3 separate regions of the Mus musculus genome follow, and all the other regions are linked to region 2. The links are chromatin contacts, called in public promoter capture Hi-C maps. All regions are on one chromosome and are shown on one strand. Each heading gives the region's core, a stretch centred on a gene start, on an enhancer-like site or on the middle of the called end of the contact. The rest is flanking DNA. Distances are from core to core; before and after follow the strand shown.

Region 1 (3,167 bases), core at 520-3,019, 1.5 Mb before region 2:
CAATGCATGCCACAGAACAGCATTCTCAGCACTGGAGATTATAAAGTCAAAACTGATCATCTGTAAGAACTGAGTGCTGTGCATCCTATGCTATCAACCACTCAGCCAAGGTTTAATCCCTGTGTAAATACAAACACATCTGTGCATTACTGTGCAGGTTTGCTTTCATCCTTACGTGGTGTGTGTATGCCCAAGGGTTATTTTGAAATAGATTTATGGCTAAATGTTTGATTTATATAATATATGGATTTTACGTATCTATGCCTGGAAGCAAGTAAGCGTTTCTTGGGTGGAAGGTTGTAAGTGGGAGGGGTTAAGAAGTCCTGGGTGGTGGTTAAGAGTTTGGGGACAAATGGAGCATCACCATTTATGTTGTGCAGCTTGGTCAAGAACCTTAATGTCTTTGAGCTGTTACTAAAATGCACCACCTCTGGCTCGGTGTGGTGGCACACACCTTTAATCATAGCACTTAGGGGTAGAAGCAGGTGACTCTCTGAGTTTTTAGCCATTCTGGTCTACATAGTGTGGTTAGCCACTTAGGGCTACACTGTGAGATCCTATCTCAAAATGGCAGCTGTAAAGCTTAAATTAGAATTCCAAAGTGCTTTTGAGTAGTGTCTGCTATTTGCCCTGGCATGGGTTTATATGCTACCTAGGGGCCTAATTCTGAAGCAAGCAAAACCCCAGATGTAGTCTCCATACTTCTGGCCTTTAGGTAAGACGTCCCGGCTTTTCCCTGCCCTCTTGTCAGTCATGTATCTCAGTTGAGTGAAGAATCAGGTATTTTGCTGGGTACCTACTGTGTGTGGGCATTGTTGTGTTAGCGACAATACAAATAACCACCATTGGCCACCTAAGCTCTGCATTATGTCCAGGTCCTTGTCGCACACTCGGCAGCACTGCCATGTACCCAGTGTTGCCTGGCTACTAATTCATAGGACCAGAGGCCAGAACTACATTGCCTCTTCTCACCCCCACCCCGAGTGTGAGGTTCCTTGCTCCCAAGTCACTCCTGTTTTCTATGAGAATTTTTATGTTTTTTATGTTCAGGTGAAAACTTGATTTCCTCCGCTCTCTCGAAGGGAGGGGGTGGTCATGTGATTTAGTCCTAGCCTGGAGCTGGAATGGAAGCCGACCAGATTGTCCTGCTGGCCTGCTGCTTACCTGCTCAGGAGGGGTGGGGACTCCTGAGCTGTAGCTGTAGGCCTTGCTGTCAGGAATTGGGAAGAGGTACTATCTTGTAGTCAAGAACTGCAGACATCTGGAGCCTGGCGCATCCCCAACACATAGCTCCCTACCTCTAGACCTTCCGTGTGGAGAGGTCCCCATGTACCATGGAATGCATTTCCACTCCTGTGATCAGAGGTCAGCCTTCACTGGTTTCTTGAGTCCAGGTGTGGGCTTTTGTCAACTGGGAAGGAACTCGGTATGACCAGCAGGACTGGCTAAAGAAAGACCGGCCCGGGGCCTTGCAGAGCCTCCCTGCTCCCTGGGAGAATTCCTCTCCATTCCAGAAGAGATTCTAGGCAGGCAGAGAACAGAAGTGGGGCATAGGGCCAGATCCCTTTTGGGGTGGTAAGAAGTGCCCTCTTGGGCTCTCCCAAATGGTAGGCTACAGAAGCCCTCTCCCACCTCCACTCCCTGCCGCCAGCACCTGCCAGGCGAGCACTGGACTTGAGCCAGAGGTGGCCGGATCCTGTGTGCTTGGTGGAAAAATAATATCTGTGCCTGGTGAACCAGAGAAGTGCCTGTCAATATTTGGTTAGAGTGGAGGCTGGGAGACAAGGCACAGATTCAGGGAGCCAGGCGGGTTGGGCAGGGTTTGGGCAGGCTGGGTGGCAACCACCTCCTCTGAATGAGGAACAGGGGCCTCTGCTGCTTGGGCAGAGCCCACCTGGCCGCCCAGAGGTGATTTATGGTTAAGTGGCCAGGCCACCTGCTCGTGAGGCCTCCATGGAGGGCAGTTTAACTGGCCCACTTTAGTCTTTGCTTGCTGTGCCCTTCTTGGCCATGCCACCACTTCTGTTTTGCCCAGGTGACATTTTTCCAGGGAGTACCCTTCCAGAGCTGGTGGCTCCTGTATTTTGGAGGAGTAGCAGGACTTGACTTCTCTGCTGGCCAGGAAAAAGCTCTCAGAGTGCCTGCTGTTTGCCCTGTGGACATCTACCCGGTCTTCCCACATCTGTGGACGGACCTTACCTCGTCTCCATAGTGAACTCTTTGCACATGCCTCTTCCCTCCAAGCCTTCTCCTGGCCCTGCACCTGCACCTCAAAGCTGCTGTGTGCACCCCAGCCTTCTCCCTCCCTGCTTCAGGTCTCTTTGTCCTAGTGATTGCTCTCAGAGCCTCCCTGCATACCACTAGGTGGCAAAACACTGGGGTTCTGGTGCTTGGCAGAGGCCCTGTTTTCATTCCACGGGAGTGGGGCCCAGGATTTGTTAAAAGCTCTGTAGATGGGCTAAGGTTATGTATTTAAAAAAAATGCAGGTTCTTAGGTTAGATCCCCAGTAATATTCTAAAAATAACAAAGCAGTCTATTACAGCAAGGTAGAGTGTGAATTCCCAGGCAAGCACTTTGTCTCCCAATGGCAGACACTCCTAGCCCTCTGAGATGTGTCTCTAACTAGCTCCTGGGTAACATGGCTGCTGCCGGCCCAGGAACATGCTTAGAGTGAAATCCATATAAAGCAGCTGTCACCTTTATGTCAGGATTAGTGCCCAGGAGTATCTGGAAATCCCAGGAGAGAGGTGACATTGTCCCCGGTGATCTGGCCTTCTTAGACCCTTCTGACCTGGAAATGCCCAGATGGGGACAGTGCATGACTGGGAGTCTTCTAACTATGGGAAAGGGTTGGAAACATGGGACGTCTGTGTCTTCTCAGGGACATCTCTATTCCTAACTTAGTGGCTTGGAGGTGAGAGTAACACCTTGTATTCTCGGGGAACAGTTTTTCTTAGGCTTTCCAAGGAGATGAGTGGACCAAGTGTCAGCTCAGGGTCCATTTCTCAAAGCCATCTGAATCTTCCTACACTTCCACCTCTTGAGAACTACTGGATAAAGAAATTAATTGGTCCAAAGCAACTGTTGTTTTATTTAATTAAAAACTTTTTAAAAAAATTAAGGACCAAACCTGTTGTCTAGAATCAGCGGCCCCACAGCAGTAGCA
Region 2 (3,018 bases), core at 384-2,883:
TTATTTTAAAATGTGGTGCAGGGGGCGGGTGTGGGTGTGTGTGTCGAACACAGGGTTTCATGGTCTGTGCCAGGAAAACGCTCTACCAGCTGGTCTACGTCCCGAGCCCTGCATTTGCCTGCACACCTTTTGCTCAGTGCGGTTCCAGTGTCCCAGATTAAGTGTGACACTAAAGCATCGTGGTGGTTGACCAGAGTTCTGTCATCCTTGATCTGACCTTTGTCTACTTTGTCTTCCCCTTCTGCTACTCTGATAGCTGGGTTGCCATCTTACCTTGTCCTTTTTCCTTGAACTGTACATATTCCTGTCTGTCCTGGAACTCACTATGGACGATAGGCTGACCTCGAACTAACAGAGATCCACCCACCTTTACCTCCAAGTGTAGGATTCCAAGACTCCAGCCAGCTTCTTTTTTGTTTGCTCTTTTTCTAACTCAGGCCCAGCTGCAGAGCGCTGAGTGGAGTGTGTTCCTCTGCACCTGTCACTCAACCTTCAGCCTGTCTTTGCTATGATACCTCGTCAGAGATAGACAAGCCCAGTCCCTTTCACTACCAAAGCTGCTTTACTCTTTTGAGAGCTTCGATTCTCTGCCAAATGCAGTGACAGTGACTGTCACTGGTTACAGCCAGCTTTGAATAAAATTGTCCCTATTGATCTCCTCTTGGTCTTCATCCCCGTCCAGGTATTCATTTACGTCCTGTGTTGGCGGCGTTTTATAAGGGATGGTGTGACTTAGCTTTGGGGATGTGTAAGAGCGGATACTCCTGCTCTCAAGGATAGGGAGTTAGTGGGGCAGACAGGCACATGGTTGTAAATCGAGGAGTAACTGAAACAGAAGGTGTCTATAAAAAGATGTGGGGTCGGGTAAGATTTTTGGAGGAAGACACCCTTAAGCCAAAGGTAAGACATGATCAGGAGCTGATAAAGTGAGAAGAGCAGAATGTACAAAAACCATCAGGTCCCAACACTCAAGGGTACACATGCTGGAGCTTAACCAAGAGGTGAGGAGACCCAGTAGGTGCACCGTGGACAGTAATGAAAGGGACAGGTTGTAAAAACTTTAGATTTTCTGTCATTCAAGAGACTTCTTCATGCAAAATGAGACACGGGGCTGGTGTAAGCAAGAGTTAAGGGACTGTTTCTTTTGTGTTACCATAGGGCCCAGGAGGACAACAATACAAATGTTCATGATCTGCACCCAGTAGACAACCAACGTTGAAGAAATGGACACGAGTACTTTGATGCAAACGTCACCGGCTCTAATTTTTTCTCACAGTGTTTCTATCATGAGAGATGACAGTGATCCTGGGATATCAGTTTGTGGGCAAAAGGGACGGGATGGAGGAACTGCCAATGAGGGAAGAAAGGCTATGAGCAAGGGGTGCGTAGCTGTGATGAGCATTCGGAGACCCACCCACAGGAACGGTGGAAGCTGCAGCGGTGAAGGCCACCGCAGGGAGCTGGCCTTGCAGCAGCAGTCTGTGGCCTCTCCCGTGCGGGCTGCGGGTCCCAGCCCGCCCTCCAGGCGGAGCCTGGGTGCGACGACTTTTCCATTGGTCACGGCCGGGAGTCCAGGGGCGGGCATTCGTGGCCAGGCACCTTTGGGGATTGGTGTCGTTGTGAACAGACGCTCAGTTTGTGACCGCCGCGGCTTCGCCGGTGGCTCCGGCTGCGCGCAGGGCGGGCCTCTCCGGGTCCCCTGCAGTCATTGGCTCGGTGCGGTTTCCTTGGGGACGTGGCGCCGCCGGAGGCCGGGCCTCCTTCCGGCTGTGTTGGGAGCCACTGGGAACCGCTGAGGACCAGGACCAGGCCGGGCTGTGCAGAGGGACGAGCGGGCCTCGGGATTCCCGTGAGTGGGATTGCGGGAGAGCTGCGGGACGGATAGGGACGAGGAGAGGAAGCGGGGTCCCCTGTCCCTACCACCTGGGGTGGCGTGCTCCGTGAACACTGAGCCTGTCCACAGGAAAGCCCCGCGTTCGGGATGCACGGTAGGATCCTCTGGGCCCGTGGGAGGAGAGAGAAGCGACACGGAGTGAGGGTCAGTACAGTGGGAAGGAAACGTGCAGTCGCTGCGGGGATCAGGTCCTTTGGGCACTGTCTGAAAGCCAGCCAACCCTTTCTAGGCTGCAGGCTTAGGAGATGCCTGGGACTAGGAGGCCACCCTCTCAAAGCAAAAGGAAACGGAGGTGACAGACGTCGAGACCACTGAAGGGAACCCATGGCTAGGTAAGGTTTGCACTCATTATATCTGTCAAGGAGCTGAGTGGAGGGTGGTAGCAGGGGCGCGGGGGGGGGGGCGGGGGCGCTGGGAGGCTAGGTGAGGTTTGCCCTGAGGCTGCGCCTAAACTTTGCATCCTGGTCAGGTGTATGCAAAAATGTCAAAGCTGCATTCTTTGGAAAGGCCAGTCGAATCATTTCCAGCCCATAACCTGGGGTCTTGAGAGTAGCAGTGGTTGTCTCTGAAAGGTGGTTGAGTTAAGGCCAAAGACTCAGTTTTGACTGTGTATCTGTTAAAACTAATTTTAAGAAAGGTCTCCTTGTGTCTATAATTTGCTAAAGCATTTTTAAAAAAAATCAGTTAAATAACTTGTGTAACTATCTGGTTTCTTGACAGCATGGCTAGTGGTCGGTCATGTTGCAGCCTCTCTGATTAGCCAGTGTTAGGAAGACCCCACCCCCCCACCCCTGTGCCCCCCGCCCCTGTGCCCCCCTCCCTTTGATCTTTCCACCAACAGTAGATTATTCAAGCACATCATGTCTTTCTAAACTGCATGATGGAAAGAAACACTATGAACAATACAGGTGCTTGCCTTTCATTTGCAACTTAAAAAAAAAAACCATTTAGACTTCTCTTGACCTGGGATTTTTGCCTTTCAGGGTGTTCATCTAGTTTTAAAAACAGTTTTAAAGCGGTAATTTATGGAGAGATTTTAGGACTTAACAAATGTTTGTCTCATTCCAGGATCAGTTTTTCCTACCTCTGCCCAGCCTCCTGGTACTTCACTGTGCCCACAGTGA
Region 3 (3,414 bases), core at 54-2,553, 1.9 Mb before region 2:
TGCAATATGCAATTGACAAGTACACGGGTAGCTGAAACGAGACTGGGAGTTCCAGTCCAGCCGAGGTACTTAGCAAGAACCTGTCTCAGTAACGACAATAGAGGGTTTCAGATTCAGAGAAAACTGTGTTGGTCAGATAGTTAACAGTTTCAAATTTTACATTCAGTTGACAGCAGCCTCAAGGAAGAATTCTAAGTCCTCTTGCTGTAGAACAGTATTTCATTTGTCCTCATTTTCATTACAATTCAGGATTTTCGAGTCGGAGGAGAGATAATCTAATGACATTTATCAACCCACGGGCACAGTTCCCGGGAGAAATAAAAGGTCAAAGAGTGGAAAACTCCTCCATACAAAACAGTAACAATACCCACACAAGCCCATCAGGGCTCAGGAAAAATCAGGCTCACAAACTCGGTTTCCCAAAATTCTTGGTTCTTCTGTTCTGTACTAACTCCGTACCAAAGCATAGCATTGATCATACTCTCTGACAATGTAAGTAATCTCATTCTATTGGAGTGTGTCAGACTCCAAATATTTGTTTGTAATCGGTTAAGAAAGGCTCGACTTTATGACAGGGACAGTACTCGTTCCAGAAAGAAGAAATGAGATCACAATTTCAAGGAAACATAAAAATCTATCGTATTTTGAAGTGTTTGCCAGGATGGGTGCTATGCGCTTTAAATAGGTTGTGTCATCCCGTCCAGGTTCTGAAATAAGTATCGTTATGTTTATTTACAGAAGAAGGCTGAAGCCGAGAAAGGTCAGCCAGCTTAGGGGACAAAAATCCCTTTTAACCATCACTCAAGTCGCGGCTCTGAGTAAAGCGCAGAGGCTGTCACGAAGGACATTTAAAGCTCCCGGGGCGTTGTGGGATTCTCTAAACCGCTCTGGGCTTCAGTTGCCACTCAAAACGCTCGGCGCCAGGGCAGACACCATGACCGTGGCCCGGGGGTCTGCAGCCAGAGCGTCGGGAGGGCTCCACACACGGCCGTGGGACTCGCGGAGAGCAGCGCAGCGGGAAGCACGGACCGCAAAGACCCGCCTCAGCCCCCGCAGGCGCGTCGGCGTAGACACCACGGGAGAGAGGAACAAAGCCCGGGCCTGTGGACCACGGTGACTCAAGGGCAGGGCGGCGACATCGCTAGCCCACAGTCCCGTCTCCTAGGCAGCAGGACGGAAAACTTGGCTCACCTCCGGCCAGAGTCGCAGACCGGCGCCTCCCCTCCACTCGGCGCCTCAGCCGCCATCTTCCGCGGCAGCTTGGTCTGCAGCCCCGCCTCAGGCACCGCCCCTTAGCCCTTAGATTGGCTAGGATGGTTTTCTAAGTCCTGTACGATTGGACGAACCTATGGCCCCGCCTAAATAAGAACCGTTCCATGCTACTATTGGTCTATTCAAATATCTAACTGTCATTGGTAGCACAGAACCAACGAAAGGGCAGGAGAAACACCTGCCCGAGGCCTACCGGGAGATGTAGTTTCTCGTTTTGATTAACCCATGTAGTTCCGCGGATCAAGTCACAAATTCCTGGCTGCGCTCCCCTCCCCGCTAGGTAAATCTCTGAGTTACAAAACTGTCGGTTTTTAAAGTCACTTGAAGAGAAAAGGTTCTTGAGGCCCTGCCCATCCCCCAGTTCGGTAGGCAGTTAACGGTTGCTAGGGAAAAGGGCTCATCACCCCTCACTCACTTAAACCCCCATTCACCCCACCCCCAAGATCCATAGGCTTAGTAAAAGGGAAGAAAAGGCATTTTCTTCAATGGTATATAATCAGTGGTAAATTGCATACGTTCCTGTAAGCTACCCTAAGTAAACTCTTGTGTGTGTATATATGTATGTGTGTATGTATGTATGTATTTATGTATGAATGTATGTATGTGTGTGTGTATGTATGCAGGGGCTGATCTTCAGGGTACATATTTGGGGGAGGGGGAAAGTCAGTATAAAGACACCAAAAGCACTGGCTAGAATAGAGAGGCAAATTTTGGGTCATCCAAACAAGCCTCCTTGGGTGACTTCAGGCCAACAAGAAAATGTGACTAAGCCAGGCAGTGGTGGCGTATACCTTTAATCCCAGCACTTGGGAGGCAGAGGCAGGTGGAAAAAAAAAAAAAAAAAAAAAAAACATGGTATTGATATATGAAATTCACAATTAACAATAAGGGGCAGCTAGAGATGGTTCCGTGGTTCTAAGAACACTTGCTGCTTTTCCTGAAGACTAGAGTTTGATTCCCTGCATTGAAAGGTTCACAAGGGCCAGACAGTGAGTCCAGTTCCAAAGGACTGATTGCCTTCCTATAGCCTCCAGAGCTGGCCTCCGGGGCACATGCGCACAGATGCACAGAGACACATAAAATCTTTTCTAAAAGCAAAAAATATAGATGGTAGAGAGTAAAAAGTGAAGGGAAAGAACATTGTGACCCTGACTTGACCCCCAGACCAGGCAACCTTGACCCTATCTTGACCCCAAGCTCAAAATCAGGGCCAAGAAACAGAATCCCACCAATCCCTGAGCACAAAATTCCCACCAACCCCTAGAATTGCCCCAAAATCAGGCCACAAAAATCCCACCACTCCCTCCCTGGACACCCTGGAAAGCTCTGTCTTCATCGCCTGTCCCGCCCCACCAAGAAACCCTATACAAAACCCGCTGAGCTTCTGCCGCTTTTCACCCCAGCAGAGGCCGCCACCCTCCGCGGGTTTCCCCTTGCAGTAAGTTTCCTGTGTGAGGTTGGTTGTATGCTGGGTGGGACTTTGTGGTATTCCTTGGCTCAGGACTGCCAGAGTATCTCTGAGCAGAGCTATAACACTTTCACTGGGGACATCTCCCCCTGCTGGAGCAGAGATGGTGTTACACTTGCATTGGGGGAAACAACCCTCCCCCACCCTAACCCCTCCACCCCTAACCCCCACCCCATTTCCATCCCCAAAGGTAATGGGGAAGCCTTTCCCTTCAGAACTATAACACATACTGAAGGTATCTGAAGAATGAATCATGAGATTGTGCTCTGGCTTCCACACATGTACTCACATTCATGCGTATACTCATGAATAGGCCTACACACATGCACACTAATAAAATAAGTTACTCTCTGAAACACAAGACTGAGGTGAGGCAGGGAATGTCAGCCAAGAAGAGCTGGTCCCAAGTCCTTGTTTGTTTGTTTGTTTTAAAGATTTGTTTGTTTGTTTGTTTTTGTGTATGAGTATATCCTTGACCCCAGAAGAGGGCATCTGACCCTATTACAGATGGCTGTGAGCCACCATGTGGTTGCTGGGAATTGAACTCAAGACCTCTGGAAGAGCAGTCAATGCTCTTAACCACTGAGCCATCTCTCCAGCCCCTGGTCCCATGTCTTAAACCAACATCATAACTAAAACTTTCAGGGGAGAAGTTGGGAAGGTCTATATGGAAT

What was found. Promoter capture Hi-C pulls out the DNA fragments that hold promoters and counts their contacts. Capture Hi-C pulls out chosen DNA fragments and counts their contacts.
Region 1: a promoter capture Hi-C map of liver shows a contact between it and region 2, with 6 times the contacts expected there. The contact joins the enhancer-like site here to the promoter of Entpd7 in region 2.
Region 3: a promoter capture Hi-C map of adipose tissue shows a contact between it and region 2, with 2.7 times the contacts expected there. The contact joins the promoter of Arhgap19 here to the promoter of Entpd7 in region 2. A contact is called at or near these places in 4 of 39 promoter capture datasets (hematopoietic stem and progenitor cells, liver, neutrophils and 1 more), 1 of 115 datasets of contacts at active chromatin or transcription factors (pancreatic cancer cells) and 2 of 9 other capture datasets (adipose tissue and liver).

The regions. Positions count from the first base shown.
Region 1 is chr19:42,194,907-42,198,073 of GRCm38.p6, forward strand. It overlaps Sfrp5 (secreted frizzled-related sequence protein 5), which reads right to left. Exons shown (of 3, transcript NM_018780.3): 3 at 3,065-3,167. Among named protein-coding and RNA genes, the nearest start is that of Sfrp5, 5.8 kb to the right of the region's middle. Within about 2 kb of position 1,770, at least 19 of the 459 cell types and tissues checked have an H3K27ac peak or open chromatin away from gene starts, as enhancers often do. A contact at or near this core is called in liver, where this site is marked.
Region 2 is chr19:43,688,056-43,691,073 of GRCm38.p6, forward strand. It overlaps Entpd7 (ectonucleoside triphosphate diphosphohydrolase 7), which reads left to right and starts at 1,634. Exons shown (of 13, transcript NM_053103.5): 1 at 1,634-1,849; 2 at 2,124-2,226; 3 at 2,963-3,018. The coding sequence starts at 2,219.
Region 3 is chr19:41,800,781-41,804,194 of GRCm38.p6, forward strand. It overlaps Arhgap19 (Rho GTPase activating protein 19), which reads right to left and starts at 1,304. Exons shown (of 12, transcript NM_027667.3): 1 at 1,192-1,304. The coding sequence starts at 1,247.